Regions from separate parts of the Mus musculus genome. Here region 1 is linked to region 2. A link is a contact called in public promoter capture Hi-C data. All regions are on one chromosome and are shown on one strand. Each heading gives the region's core, a stretch centred on a gene start, on an enhancer-like site or on the middle of the called end of the contact. The rest is flanking DNA. Distances are from core to core; before and after follow the strand shown. Region 1 holds the start of Arhgef28 (Rho guanine nucleotide exchange factor (GEF) 28). Region 2 has its middle 26 kb from the start of Gm33390.

Region 1 (4,726 bases), core at 1,536-4,035, 930 kb before region 2:
CCCCAGCCCCATACGGCACACATTCACTCAATTAAAAACTAAATAAATATTTTAAGAAAAGAAATGTTCTAATATTCTGTACTCTAAAATATTGCTAACCACGATTTCACGAGTCCTTGCCATTTTATTCTGCATTCACTGTCAGGCCTTTTTTCTTTCACGGTGATTGCAGACACCAGTCTCATTTTACAGGTAAAGAAATGAAGGCTTAGAGAGATTGGACGTGCCCAAGGTCATCCTATTTCTAATTCTGGGGTTCTCTCCGTTCTCTGACAAACTGGCCACCTTCCCATAGCAAGTTTTCATTTTAGGCAATGAAACATGCTAAGAACAGTGTATTGGTTGGTCATTTTAGACTCATGGCCTATTCCCAGACATGCTCTCAAAATTATTAGTAAAGGAAATAAAGTGTAAGGAAATATTAGGTGGTAGTGGAACTGGAACTAATTTTAACCCACCAATGTTTGCAAATAGTGACCGACAGTTCCCATACTGCATCACTGATTTAAAAAAAATAACTAACATGCAATATTCCCCAGGTGCTCTGGGCCAGGACTGGAGATCACCAGGGAAGCAGCAGTCTTTGTCCTCGAAAGGGCAAATTGAAGACAGAGTAAGAATTTTAATAGTCCTTCGTATGACAGCAAGTATAGGCAGGTGCTGTGCTGTGTGATAAGACAAAGGTCAGAGTGTGGAAGAAGGCATAACAGTGGAGAAGGGACTTAGGGAAGAACCTGTGTCAAATAAAGGCTAAAGATGAATAGAGGTTGGACCTCCAGATGAACTGGGAAACTGCGGAGGACTCATGGGAAAGCTGGGCCGATGCCAGTGGAATTACCCACCTGCTAGCTTCCTGGCTGAATGTTTCTGGTCTGTGACCTAAGAACAGGAGAGCTTGAATTTTAAACACATGCATTTCCAGCCTAGCTCAGTCCCAGTGTGTCCTGAGCGACCTGTATCTGCAGAATAGACAAGCAGATGCAAACGGCTATTTACACAGGGATAGCTTTCTGCCTCAGGCAGTTACTGCTTCTCTCAAGGTTGGCGGAGCATGTGGCTTAGAGTTTGAACCTAGAGAAGTTGAAAGCCAAGTACTTATTTAAATATTGATCACGCTCAGTGCCTGAGAGAGAGCAAGAAAACTGCAGCCGGTGGGATTACATGTCCTCTACAATCATGCTGAGAGCATTAGGGACAGTCTCCCTCCGTTTGCTTCTTTTTCGTGTGGAAGAGAGCCTTGGGCTAATGTCTTACAATACCTGTTCCTCTTCCCACAATTCCTTGCCTCTCTCAAGCTGTATATGACAGAATCAACTAAAGAAGAAGAAGAAGAAGAAGAAGAAGAAGAAGAAGAAGAAGAAGAAGAAAAAGAAACAAAAGAACAACAGCAACAGAGGGATCAACAAAGGCTTCTTTTACAAACTTTTCCGCTAACAGGCTTGAAAACTACTTGTGTGTGGTGTGTTGATTCAGCCAATCTCCAGTTGACTTTTTCACATTGAAAATATTGATGTTCGAGAAAAGTGTTATTGCTTTTATTTTTTATCTTCGGGACTTCGTAGTTCTTCAGTGGAGAACACTCTTCTTTGGGACCTAAGGTTCTGCAGTGTGACATCAGAGGATATGAATACAAGTGTCAATACTGCAAGGCCAATGTCAGGTCCTTTATAAAGAAGGAAGGGCAGCGTTTGCCCTAAGACAGGGCTAAAGACCTCAGACCCTGGGTTTTGTTTTTTTGTTTTTGTTTGATTTGTTTTTTGTTTTTTTGGTTTTTTTTTGCCATCCTGCCATTCTTTAGGCTCTGGTTAAACAGGTATGTTAGGAGGGTGGCCCAGGGCATCTGGCAGTGATGGTTTGGGACGGGCCAACACATCTCTCCTGTCCATGTAGTCGGTCTGTCTTCTTGAGAAAAATAAAGGTAATATTAAAGGAACTTAGAAAAGTAGACGCTTAATTTTATCTTTAAAGCTGGAATAATCATCTTAAGCTTATTTTATAGTAAGCTGTACAATGGCGAGACTTTTCACTCGGGACAACTCAGTGCTAAGTGCCTCAGTGCTTTAAGATCCAAGGGGTCCTTTCACATTGTTAGGTGTTGTAAAAGTGGCTATGGCTTTCTCAAAAACAAACAAACAAATGTTGGTGCCGTTTAGGCACCTGTTTGCATAAACGCATAGGGAATCGAGCCTGCAAAGCTTTGGGCCAGAGGAACCTCCATCATCCTCATGAATTAGAGGGAGTCGGCTGTTTTAAAATAGTACTTCCTATTGTAACAGACCCGGGCACTATTATGTCCCGGGTGTGGTGGCTTTGAGCTGAGGACAACCCGAGCCTCCCTCTGGCCTGGCACGGCTCCCTTTAGGAGCCGACCGGCCAGCTCCTTCCTCCGGCGCCACTAGGGCGTGGAGGCCCCCGGGGCGAGCGGGCGCCGCCGCCGCTAGGGTGCAACCCTGCCCTGGCCCAGCAGGTCCCGCTCCGTGCCCGCCGCCGGAGGAAAGCCGAGGCGACCGGCCGCCGCCCCGCGAAGGGAGGGGGCGGCGGAGCCGCAGCAGCTTCAGGTTTCCTCCTGGAGCTGGTGGCGGGCGCGGCCATGTGATGAGGCGGCGACGAGCCCGGCTGGCCAGAGGTGGGCAGGCGGGGACCAGGGGGCGCAGGGGGTGGCCCCAGCTGTGGGCGCGGCGGGCGGGCGAGCGGGGGTGGGGTGGGGTGGGGGGAGCTGCGGCTCCGCCCCTCGGTGCGGCCAGCGGAGCGGAGGGGCGTGGGCAGCTGGGGACCGGCTTCCCCGCTCCGGGCGACGCTGGCCGGCGGGTCGCCCTCGGCAGGCCTCGGGGACAGCGCCTGGCCAGGGCTCCTGGCGTTCCCGAGCCACAGCTCCAGGTAAAGGCGGATTACGGGAGCCATCCCTCTTGTCTCCCCGCAGCCCTGGGCGAAGTTTGCCCACCGGAGTTCTCAGGGGACAAAGTTTCTCTAGGGTCCCCGAGGACGCAGGGGTCTGCAGAGGTGGTGAAAGGCTGCACTCTGTCGGCTGGGCAGCCCGAGGAATGGGCGCCGCCTCCTGGTACCTGGGGATGGCAACAAGTGCATGGCGCTGCCGGGTCGGAGGCAGCAGCTGTGAAGCGCAAACGGGAGGCAGCGGCCACCCCTCACCCTCTCGGGCAAGCGGGGTGGGAGGGGGCAGAGGGTGACGGAGCTCAACCAAAGCTAGTTGCAAGCGATGGAAATCAGAGGCAGGCGGCTGGAGAAGGGTGAACCTCGAGAGCCTGGTTCTCCTCTTCCCATCTGTGTTTCTGGCCAGCTTCACCTATATGCTTGGTGTGTGTGTGGGATGTACCCCAGACTGCTGGTCAGTCTCAAGTTCAGGACATTTATTTCTTGTGGAAACGTTTGCTGAGTTTATAAAAGCATCTATGGTCATCTTGTTTGGGAGGGGCTTTTAGCATTGGGTGGGAATCCGTGCGCTTGTGCCATGAGTTTCTCTGGAATACTCGGTTGTGGGTGGTAGGGGTCACAGGTGGAGAAGGCGTTCTCGCTTGCTGTGAGCTCTGTGAACGCTGGGTGTTCAGACCACCCAGGAAACCCAGCTCTGGTTTCCCAGACACCAGTTAGGTTTCTAAGGGAGACTACTTTAGGAGCCCACAGAGCCTGCCTATTGGTTGCAGCTGGGTGGGCCCAGGGGAAGGGTAACATCTGTGTTTGCTAGCATCTGACTCCCTGACCCCTGCTCAAGTGCCAGCCTCTACACACTCCAAGTTGTAGAGATTGAGCACTCGATTCTGCACCAAGCAGTCAAGAATTACAGTTATAAAGAACGGACACACTGCTTTTCTGTACTTTGCCCTCTCGTGTTCCTAGACCCTGAAGCTGTCTCAGTAAAATGAAATTCTATTCTCAACAACACAAACAAAATCAAAGGCTTGCCCTAGTTAGGCTCTGTGGAAACCACTTTGAACACGATAATTCAAGCTCTGATAACCTTTCCTGGGAAGCTTTCCATAGCTCTATTTTGAGTTTTTATGTGAATGTTAAAACAAATAGGTGTTTGTCTAATCTTGATGAATAGTAGCGCTAACTCCTTTGGAGTGTTTGAAGGAAGAGAACATTGCAGATGCCTTTTGGAGAGGTTGTAGCATTTCAAAGTGATATTCCGATGCAGACTTTATAGTGATTATGCATAATTATTTTTGATTATAGAACTTGGATAGCATCATACTTGATACTTTGTGGTTTGGGAAACTGAGGCACAGAACTAGTTCTTGGGTAAGGGACTCTGGGGCGTGTCCCGGCTAATGTGACATGAGACTGGAGAACAGAGAATCAGTGTTTGCTCTGCTTTGGACTGTTTTTTCCCTTATCAGGGCGGCACAGCCAGGCCAATGGCCAGCAGTTTGTCTAACAGGTGTGTTGGAGGGACTTTCCTCTGAAGTACCGTCTGCCTCTAAGCGGTTAAGAAACACTTAAAGGTACAGAAGGAAATCAGAGTCGGCGACGAAGGTTCTGTGATATCTCATTAGCCCTGTTAGGGTTTCAATATATATATATAATTTGGAAAATTCTGAAATATTTTCTTATTGTGTTCTCATAAGGAACCATTCTTGTGGCTAAGATTTCCACTGGGCAGGAATTTCATATGTGTTTGATACATGTGACTCTCTTTCCCTTGTATGCCATGTGAGAAGAGGAAAAAAAAAATAACAAGTGGGTATTAGTGGCCAACTATACTATTGAA
Region 2 (4,565 bases), core at 1,945-4,444:
GATCACCCATCTCCAGACCTTTGGGTCAATCGATGGAATCAGCTGAGTCACCTGCAGGATCACATGGCAGCAGAACCCACTCTCTCCTGCCCCACCCTGTGTCCCAAGAGAAAGGAAAGACAAGAAGGGCGTTGATCCTGAAAGCATATCCCCTAATCCCATCTCAAGTTTCTGGCTCTGAAGATCCTAATGTGTGACACAGATAAAATAGTTATGATGCTTATATTATGTATTTATTTACTTATACTTGTAAATAATTTATATAACTATTTTAATTTATAGAGTAATAAAAAGAGAAATTACAAAGGCTTTGCAACAATAACAAGAGAACCAGCTTTTATGGGGCATCAAGAACCACAGACCAGATAAACCAGTGGTTCTCAACCTTCCTAGTGCTGCGACCCTTTAATACATTCTTCATCTTGTGATGCCTCCCCCCAACCACAAAATTGTTTCTGTTGCCACTTCATAACTGTATTTTTGCTACTGTTATGAATCACAGTGTAAATACCTGATATGCAGAATATCTGTGTGTGACCCCCAAAGAGTGAGAACCTCTGAGCTAACTACTTTAAGGGTCCCTTTACCCTAAGAGCCTCTCCTATAGTGTAAGAACATGTTTCTGGTAGATGCTGACATCAGCCAAGACTCAAAATAATACCTTATGTAACTGTTTTTGCAAGAACTTGCATAAAATAAGTGGTCCTGTACCGCTTCAGAGCGCAACAGCAGTTTTCTCCCCAAATTATCCACCCGTGTGCAGTGCATCTCGAGGGAAGTAATTGCTGAGTGAGAGACAGGCAGCAGAAGCCAGTGCAAGTGCCCAGAGAATAACGTGTCTGCAAAACCTGGGCATCGCAGCAGAAGGCCCGCATGGACCTCTAACTCTCTTGGAAAGCTATTAAATGCCAGAGAAGATAATAATAAGCTGGATTGGTGAAAGCCATTTTCGGCCTTTGAAAATTTTAGATAATGTAGAGTTTTATTCATAATATCATAGATAATAATTTTTCTTGAACTGGACAGGATCCACAAAGCCAGTGTGTTACTGGAGAGTATGTGAGTGTATAGACGTCTGGATGAGAGTGTATGTTTCTGCATATGTGTATGTTCAAGGTCTATGTGAGAGAGCTTACTGGTTGAGCCAAGAAACCGTAGAAGAGCATCCAAAAGTAAGGCCATACCTGACAAGAACTGACTGGAGGGAGGAAGGGCTTGTTCTGGCTTCCAGTTTAAGAAAGTAGCATGGGGGCTGGTGAGATGGCTCGGAGGGTAAAAGCACTGATTGCTCTTCCGAAGGTCCTGAGTTCAAATCTCAGCAACCACATGGTGGCTCACATCCATCCGTAATGAGATCTGATGCTCTCTTATGGTATGTCTGAAGACAGCTACAGTGTAGTTACATATAATAATAAATAAATCTTTGGGCTGGAGCAAGCAGGGCGAACAGAGGTCCTGAGTTCAATTCCCAGCAACCTCATCAAGGCTCACAACCATCTGTACAGCTACAGTGTACTCATATACATAAAATAAATAAATACACCTAAAAAAAAAAAAAGAAAGTAGCATGGAGGAGAAGGCATAGTACCAACAGCACGGGACACATAACTTTTGCAATCAGGAAGCAGTGAGAAGACAGTTAATAGAAAGGGCCATCATAGTGTGACACAAGAGAGGGAAGAGGTCTGCATTCCTCAAGGTGAAGCCACTTTTGGAAGAACACAGCAGTGTTAATGGGTCATGTGTGCACGGCCTGCCCCATGTGCATCCTGCTTCAGCCATGCACATGGGCTCTGCACAGTGTTACAGTCAGTGTAATGTCAGGTTAAGAACTGGTCTTTTAGTGGACCAAAGAAATAAAGGATAAATACTTGACCTATTTTTTTTAAAAAACTTAAATTTCTGTAAAATATTTATTTGACTTACTTAATATGTAAACAACAACAACAACGACCAAAAAAAAAAACAAACGGGTTTTATTATACCAGCATACAGACAATTTTTAATGTGAATTTTTGTTTGTTTTTACCAATATTAAAGAAAAAGTGGAAAAGCAAGTGTGATATTTTTGTAAGATAATTTATTTAGGGATTCAAGTTCCCTTCTCGACAATCATGACCTTTCCTCCCATTTTATGTATAAGTAAGTGCCCTTCTCATGTTAAATAGAAGTTCTAGAGTGTAGGCACCTTATCCAGCCTTCTGAAACAAAACAAAATAAAATAAAATAAATGAAAAGTTAACAGTAAAAAAGAAAAGAAAGAAAGGGCAATCATTCTGGGTTCATTTCTCTTATTTAAGAGAATAGCACAGGTAACCCAAGGTGGAGAAGGCTCACTCAGCTCACAGTGTCCTGTGTAGTCCACTGTTTCAGGGAAGTCAAGGCAGAAACGCAAGCAGCTGGTGCAGAGCAGAGAGAGAGGAATGCACCCGTGCTGCACACGAGCTTGTTGTACCCTAAGCTTGCTCTCTTCACTCTTAGACACTCGCATCCGTTACTTTCCTTCTGCTGTGATAAAACACTGTGAGCAGAAGCAGATTTGTGGAAGAAAGAGTTTCATTTGGCTTGTGGTTCCAAAGGGATAAGAGTCTATCCTGGCAGGTGAGACGTGACAGCAAAGGGTGGATATGGTGGCAGAGGCAGGAAGCTGAGTGAGAGCATCTTCCACCACAAACATAGAGATATGAAAGAGGGAACTGGAAATAGCACAAGGCTAAAAACTCTCCATACCTCTCCCCAGTGACGTACTTCCTCCAGCAGGATCAAACCAGCTCATGACCTCCCCAGCAATGCCACCAAATGATGCCAAGTCTTCAAATACTTGTGGAGGGACAAGCTCATCTAAACCACCACAGCACCTCAGGGCCTGGTCTAGGGCATGGTTCCAACCACAATGGGCTGAGTCTTCCTCCATCAATTGACAATCAAGTCAATCCCCCACAGACATGAGGACTAGCCACTCTCATGTGTGGCTATGTCCACACATGACATATGTCTCAGTTCAAACTCTCTTACCCAGTGATCCTGGGTTGTATGGAGTTACCTTGTAAAGCTAATTCTCACAGCTTTCTCGTCTCAAGGCCAGTCCCTCAGTGACTCACTTTCTCCAGTAAGACTCTACCTCCTGAATGGTCCACGACCCTCCCCAATCAGCCCTACAAGCTAGGGATCAAGTGTTCGACTCTATGAGCCTATAAAGGATCTTTTATACTCCAACCACAGCATCCAGTGAGTAATACATCAACAATCCGACCAGGCTGCTCTAATCAAGTGCTCCCAACGCCTTTGAAGGATCTTCCGTTTCCCTTCATGCATCAAAGTGCCTTTTTATACCCAGGAAAGCTGAGGTGAGCTTTTCTCACCCGACTTTGTGTCTCCATTCAGCCCGTGTGTATGACACTTGAGTGTGCTACACGTCACCAATCGCTTTAGCCGCTGGACGTTCAACACAGCTGAATGTCTGAATTTAAGCTCAGCTCCTTAGTGCTGCTCAGCTGCATCCAGATAGTCTGAGTATTACAGAGCCTTCCTTAATGTCTGCGCTACAGGGACGATAATCAGAGTTCTCACTTGTAGTTCCACCCAGGAGTGTGGGGAGGGATAAAGCCACAAGTACAGAGACATTATAGAATGGCTATGGGATCGAGCACACTTTGCTCGCAACAGCATAGGTGGGTGGAATTAAACAGGACAATGACCACGGGCAGGTGTCCCCACTACAGCAGCATTGTCATTTGCCTGGTTCTCATGGCTCAGTGTCTCCTCGATTTAAGAGGAAGTCCTAGACACTGAGCTAGCAAGGCTGGGATCTGGAAGGGAATGCTCTCACCGCTCAACTTCCCTACCATCAGCAAACAATGTCTGCAATCTCTTCTGCAGTCTCCGAGTCCACAGCTAAGAATAGACTCAAGAATAACTAGTACATTTACTTGTTCATCTTGTCCTTTGGGGTTCAAAGAGAGCTTTTGTGAAAATCTTCATGTTGCTTTTAAAGACAAGAAGGCTGTGTGCAGTGTCTCAGCCATCCTGAGGAAGTGCTGGGCATGCTATCTTCTCACTGAGAAAAGTGGGTCACCTTCTCTCCCACATGCAGCTGGCATACTGTCTGGTCACATACCTGCTCTGAAACCTATTACAACAGCAATCTACTGACTGCCTTACCATGTTGCCTGCTATGAGAAATTCAGTAGAACCAAGGGTGTAAACTACAATCATGTGTCCTACTTGATGCAGTGACATCAAGAAGCACGGTTTGGAGGGCTGAACAATTTGTCAACAGACTCTACTTCTATAAAATCTGCTCCCAAAAGATTGTGTGAGAAGTCCTGTTCACAACCAAACCACTAAGTATAACTTGTGACACCACTCAAATATGGGTGGAGTCCCTGGTCTGGACTAAGAACTCAAAGAAGCCAGTTAAAGTGAATCCAGTGTGTGCTGGGCAGCTTGGAGTAAGGAAGACAATTTGTTCTCAGTGAAGAAGGGAGGCTGTTTCTACTTGTGTGTATCTGGTAAGCACATGGAAGAACGCCTTGGCTGGGGTGCATGTTACATTCCTAATATTT

What was found. Promoter capture Hi-C pulls out the DNA fragments that hold promoters and counts their contacts.
Region 1: a contact with region 2 is called in a promoter capture Hi-C map of the SN4741 cell line, with 3 times the contacts expected there. The contact joins the promoter of Arhgef28 here to the enhancer-like site in region 2. A contact is called at or near these places in 3 of 39 promoter capture datasets (the SN4741 cell line, cranial neural crest and embryonic stem cells), 1 of 115 datasets of contacts at active chromatin or transcription factors (pancreatic cancer cells) and 1 of 9 other capture datasets (adipose tissue).

What each region holds. Positions count from the first base shown.
Region 1 is chr13:98,204,224-98,208,949 of GRCm38.p6, reverse strand. Arhgef28 (Rho guanine nucleotide exchange factor (GEF) 28) reads left to right here and starts at 2,785. Exons shown (of 36, transcript NM_012026.2): 1 at 2,785-2,877.
Region 2 is chr13:97,270,425-97,274,989 of GRCm38.p6, reverse strand. No RefSeq gene overlaps it. Among named protein-coding and RNA genes, the nearest start is that of Gm33390, 26 kb to the left of the region's middle. Within about 2 kb of position 3,194, at least 15 of the 459 cell types and tissues checked have an H3K27ac peak or open chromatin away from gene starts, as enhancers often do. A contact at or near this core is called in the SN4741 cell line, where this site is marked.